2 separate regions of the Mus musculus genome follow, and region 1 is linked to region 2. Evidence: chromatin contacts called from public HiChIP or PLAC-seq data. All regions are on one chromosome and are shown on one strand. Each heading gives the region's core, a stretch centred on a gene start, on an enhancer-like site or on the middle of the called end of the contact. The rest is flanking DNA. Distances are from core to core; before and after follow the strand shown.

Region 1 (2,963 bases), core at 285-2,784, 290 kb before region 2:
GCATTCCTCTCTTTGGAGCCAAAACTTATAGGACCACAGAACACAATATCATGGGAACAGAAAGCAAAAATTTAACTTCTAGGCCTGCAGGGCACAAGATCATTGGAACAGGAAGCAATTCTTCCCTAGTGGGTTACTAAGCATGATGCTGAGTGGACCCATTCCCATTCCCACCTCTTAATTCTTAGACAATGCATCAGGGACATTTTGCCTTCAAACTCCATTTTACCTAAGATGACCAAACGCCTACTTTAAGCAACAATAGTTCCCCAAAACATAATGGCTATTCCTAACAACAGGAAGAACAAATGAATTTGACTGGTCGGGCAAATCTCTTACATTCAGTATCTAATCTCTGAGTTCTGATTGATAAAAATCATAACAGAAACTCGGCTTAGGTGCTTGCAGGTTTTGTGGTTATTAACCATGCTTCAGCCCCTGGAGGCTGCCAGAAGAAAGCAGGCTCTGAGTCATTGTCTACCAGCCCTGATGGATCAGTGACTCCACTTATGTGGTGGAAATAACAAAAGATTTTGCTGTTTCATGAGCCTACTGGTGTATTCTCTCTCCTTCCTCACAGCATACAATAGTATAACACTCCCAAGTCTGACCATCCAGACAAACTATTGACTACAGCCTATAAATCAGGATAAACTGAACATCTGTCCATTTTTTCCTCTAAGAAAAACATGCAACCATGTTTAAGTTCTACCCACTCTGAAGATTTTCCTTCATTAGTGTCCTTCATGGCTGTTCCAGAAAGGGACCAATGCAGGTGTTAACTTATGAATGATGCCTACATAACTCACAGAACCATCTGTAAACCAGTCCTTACCCTTCTCTTTCTCAGTGACTCAATCATAGGGCACACCGCAGAAGGCCTTATTTGGATTTGGCACCAGGGGGATAGAAGACGTTGTAGCAAGAATAGGATTCATAAACATTGGGGCAACGTCTTTGTGTAACTGGCTTGTGTCTTCGGGACCTTTTGTGGCTTGGTCACTTTAGATACCACTTCTATTTGATAATGGAATGCTGCTATGTCCAACTGTATGACTTGATGGTCCAGATGCATCCAGCTCACGATGGGCACTTCAAGTCACATATTAGCCTGACATCCCATTGTTAAGTGCTTAACTTCCACTAAGTACAATAGCAGGCCAGAAGCTGTTCATCAAAATATTATTGCTTGCAGGTGATGCCAGGTCTTAGTTCTAAATCCCAAGGGCCTAATTGACAGAGCAACCTGTATTCTGACTTGTTTTCTGAGTCATTTGCTATATAGGCTAAAGAAAATCATGCAACTAAGAAGTTTTCTGCCTCCAGACTCCAAACAGGCACATGTTTTGTACATTTTTTTTTCTTGGTAATAGGAAGCCAAGAAAGCTCTGAATGAATAATGTAAATAGTTGATAAAAATCTGAATGAATACGTAAATAGTTGATAAAGTCCTGAGCGAATGTGTAGTGTTTGACATGGGCACAGCCATGCCAAGAATCTGTGACTCAGACCCATAGCAACTCGTAAAGCCGTTTGTGATGCTTTGAATATGCTTGGCTGAGGGAGAGACACTATTTGGAGGTGTGGCCTTGTTAGAGTAAATGTGACCTTGTTGAAGTAGGTGTGTCACTGTGGGTGTGGACTTTAGTACCCTAGTCCTAGCTGTCTGGAAGTCAGTCTTCCACTGGTAGCCAGATGCAGATGTAGAACTCTCAGCTCTGCCTGCACCATGCCTGCCTGGATGCTGCCATGCTCCCACCTTGAAGATAATGGACTGAACCTCTGAACCTGTAAGGCAGCGCCAATTAAATGTTGTCCTTTATAAGAGTTGCCTTAGTCATGGTGCCTGTTCACAGCAGTGGAAACCCTAACTAAGGTACCTTTTCTATACGGTTCAGGCTTGGAAGTGGCAAAACCCTTCATCTTCTGAGGTGTGAATGTTAACGGTGTGGACAAGTATGAGTGTTTATGAAGGACTGACCAGTGTGCAGAAGCTAGCAACTATGTCTTCCTTCCCTGAGATGTTTATAGGCTGAAACTGCTGAGGTCTCAGATTGTTATATAGTTTGTAAAACACACAATACCACCACCAGCACCACCACCTGACCCAGATTTTTGTATTTGTGTCTGTCTGTTTGTCTGTCTGTCTGTTCTTCCTTCACTTCCTCACCACTTGCGATCAGCTTAAGACCTAGTTGTGCTAGACATGGCAGGAGAGGTCAAGTGTAAGAACCTACCTTTCTCCTCAGCAGGACGATCTTCCATGCCTCACCCTACTTAGACTCCCGGAGATTTCAGTGAGGTAGGAGGTCCTTGGCAATTCAGTTGGCTTTGTTTCCTATCCTCTAACGTGCACAGGCTTTATCACCAAGTCCAACATGGTTGCTACCTCCTGCTTCTTTGGCCCAGTCAGCAAAATGTCATCAGCATGGTTGCCCTGTGTGATAGCTTGCGGACGAGGCAAAGATCAAGACCTAGAATAGTCCCAGTAAGTTATGTGGCCCAGGGCAGGGGAATTTAGATACTGTAAAGCTATCCTGCTGACCTTGCCGACTGAAAGCGTAGACATTTCTTCTGGTGGTTTTCATGCACAGGTATAGAGCGAGACATCTGGCAGATCAGTATCTGAATACCAGGTACCAGGAGACGTGTTAATCTGCTTCAGTAAGGAAACCACATCTGTCACACAGCTGCAACTGGAGGCACTGCTTTTTAAAGCTTGTGATAGTCAACTGTCATTCTTCCCCATGGCCCAAACAGGAATGTTAAAAAAGACACGTGTTGGGATCCACCACCCCTATATTTAAGTCTCTAATTCCATAATGGAGTCACTGGGTGTCAAAAAGAAGCCATGTCTACTCAAAGGAATACTGATTCTTATTCACAAATAGATGGGCTCTTATGGGATTCTAATGACATTCTTTACATATACCACATAATAATGGTCTAAGAAGTGTCCCAAA
Region 2 (3,104 bases), core at 223-2,722:
ACTCTAAGACAGCTTGTGGAAAAAACAAAGGTGGCCTAACACATGACAATATAGGCATTTAGACTATGTGTGGTTCTGGGGAGCTCTGTGATAAGAAGCAAGAAATTCTGGGCATGTCTAATATTCAGCTTGTGATCCACCAGCACCCCTATCCAACTCTGAATGTCACCCAACTCAACACTCATAAAATTACTTAAAACATCATTGGTTCTTTCTCCTTTTCTCTGTCTGCATTTTTTGTAACTGGACAACCTGTTTCTTTGGAATGAGCTTTGTAGATGAGATCATGTCTGCAAGGTCGAGATTGGGCCTGCCTTGGAAGTTGTGGGTTCATCTCTGCACTGAGAAGATGAGCACTGACTCACCATGAACTTTTCAACTTCTTGTATTTGTGTGGAATGAGGCTTTTAAAACAGTCTCAGTGGGAGTCGCAATTCAAATAATAGACACACATAGACTGATATATTAGTCAGAAATGGGTAAAGGAATGTGGGTAGCAAGCCAGACATTTTTTTACTTTCCACAAAAAGCTCATGGAATAATGAAGAAATCAGAGCTGGACACCAGAATTCTGAAACATCCTTTGTATCAGGGCTTTTTATTAGGGAAGACAAAACTACCAGTTAAACTTCAAAGAAAGAAATAAAAAGGAAATTTTCTGTATTAGAACTAGTAGTTATTTATATTCTAATGCTGTTTTGTGGAAAAGAAGTTCCCAGATAGATTCTATATTCTCTACAAAATATCCAGAGAAAAGTTACCTAATTTTCTATCAAAAGCGTCATCAAAGTCTTCATGTTAGAGATTGGCAGGTTTCCCCACCTAACACCTGTGAAGCAAAAGCAGAGGGAGATATGAAATGGGATCATGTCTACAAACACAGAATTACTATCATGTCAATTTCCATATCAAAACTGTTAAGGAACCCTAAAGATGAAAAGCAGTTAAAGAATATGAAATTTAGTCAAAATTGAAACTCAAGCCACTAAATGAACTCTTAGAAGCACTAGTATAAGTTGACTTTTCCTACCAATATGAGGATTATCATATGTTTGTTTTTAAAATTGTATTCTTCATTTCATTTATACTTTTAGGATAATATATTTGATAAAATTATTTCCCTTTTCCTAGTGTTAGAGTTCATCAAAAGAGACCCTCACTCACAAAGACCACAGATACTGCCATCACTGCAAACCACAAGAGGATTTTTTTTTTTATTGATCCAACATGTTGGGGACCCCCCTCTCAGCATGCATGACAGAGGAGAGACCCAGAACAAAGAAAGAACACAGTTTTTATACCTTGTAAGGGGAAGATTTAGGCAACAGGGTTCTCATTGGTGTAGCAAGTAACCCTTTCAGGCGTTTGTTGGTTTGCATAGTGACTAAGTAACCCTTTGGCCTAGTGACTCACTTTGCCTGCTCCCATGGTAGGTTATTATGATTTGGTCAGATTTTTAGCTATTAACATCACAGGGAATTCTAGCAATGTCAGGACGGTTTGTGGTCTTTCTTAGAATTAACTGTGGAGCGGAGGGCAGGGGAATTTCTCTGGGAACTGCTATCTTGTTATGGTTATTTTTCTGAGAACAGCTCATTTTGTTTTGGCAGCTGTAGACTCAGTCATTTGGACCACTATGTTTCTGAAAGTTCCTTCAGAGGGGAAGGGGCTAAGTGGTCTTGAGCTTATTTTGGATATTACACTAGTTCCCCCCAGATCTCCCCTACTTCCCTATCCAACCAACTTTATTTTTCTCCTCCCCCAAAACTCCAACTCCCAAAATAAAAATCAAAGTAAACTTAAAAACAAAATAATAACCCTCAAGGTAGAACCTATTTCTGCCATTTTACATAGGCGACAACTAAGACTCTAAGAGATGCATGCATTGCCTGCTCTCCTGGAGCTGAGTGGGGAGTAAAGCTATTATTCAAATTCAGATCTCTTGAGAAATAAAAATGAGGGGAAAGTGGAAATAAAAGCAAAATGGACAAAACCAAAATGATGTAAAAACCTATGAACAACTCAACATAGGTCAAGGAGATTGATTTGAGTAAACAAGGAATATGGTTAAGTATCTGCTGGGATTTCCAAGATCTCATGACCCTGAAGGAGGTTTTGGATAGACACACATGACTAACAGCAAAGTTTACTAAGAAAGCAAAGCATTTTGAAGGGTGGACAAGGACTGGACATAGAGAATGATCAAAGGTTCAAAGACAATGGCTTACAAAGGATTAGGGATTTGCATCCCAGGGTCACAGGAATCTTATGCATAGGATATGTTACTTTTGTATTTTTTAATTTGTGTGTGTGTGTGTGTTTGTCTGTTTCCTGCATATGCTTTATTCTCTGTCAGACTCACTGGGGAGTTTTTTCTCTTTAAACTCTGAGTTATTTTTGGTTTTTGTTTTGTTTTTCCATTTGCTTATTTTCCCTCACTTTCTTCCCTACCTCCTATATAGAATGTACTACTTTAAAAACTACCTCTAGGAAAATAAGTTTATATGAGGGAATCACATATTTAAAATTGTCTTCTATGCATTTAGAATAAATTTCTTGGGCAAAAGACAGGATTGGTTAAGAGGAATAAGTTCAACTTAACTAATTATGCTACAATGACTCTAGTTAATAACAATATATTTAACAATTGCAGAAGGTATGTTTTAAATGTTTAACCAACATTCACACAAAGTACTGTAATTATTTTTATTTGGCATTCAATAATCTACACATATCATATGCATCAAAATTATATTATACTCCATGAATATATATAATTTTTGTTAATTAAATTAAAAAAAACAAAGCAAAACAAAGACCCTTTGGTTAGTTTCTATAAAGTCTGACACAGCCACCTTACAGAGGATTCTGAGGAATTAGTTTATCTAACAGTCTCAAGGGCAAATTTAGCAAACAGGTTTGAGAAAGCATTTCCTGATAAGTTGCAAGGTGAGAAAAACCAATTGAGCCAGGTAAATTCCACAAGCTGTGGGAAATGAAGGAGGCTGAAGCTAGCATGATAGAGAAACAGAGTGGAAAGATCTGTATTTAAGGAGAACTTTCTGGCGGCTATATCAGATCCTCCCTGGCATTCACTTCAGGAA

Evidence for each region. HiChIP or PLAC-seq counts read pairs in DNA pulled down with a chosen protein or histone mark.
Region 1: a contact with region 2 is called in a CTCF HiChIP or PLAC-seq map of the NIH/3T3 cell line, with 8 read pairs. The contact joins two enhancer-like sites.

Annotation. Positions count from the first base shown.
Region 1 is chr15:90,716,507-90,719,469 of GRCm38.p6, reverse strand. No RefSeq gene overlaps it. Among named protein-coding and RNA genes, the nearest start is that of Cpne8, 39 kb to the right of the region's middle. Within about 2 kb of position 1,534, at least 17 of the 459 cell types and tissues checked have an H3K27ac peak or open chromatin away from gene starts, as enhancers often do. A contact at or near this core is called in the NIH/3T3 cell line, where this site is marked.
Region 2 is chr15:90,429,604-90,432,707 of GRCm38.p6, reverse strand. No RefSeq gene overlaps it. Among named protein-coding and RNA genes, the nearest start is that of Gm36480, 77 kb to the right of the region's middle. Within about 2 kb of position 1,472, at least 29 of the 459 cell types and tissues checked have an H3K27ac peak or open chromatin away from gene starts, as enhancers often do. A contact at or near this core is called in the NIH/3T3 cell line, where this site is marked.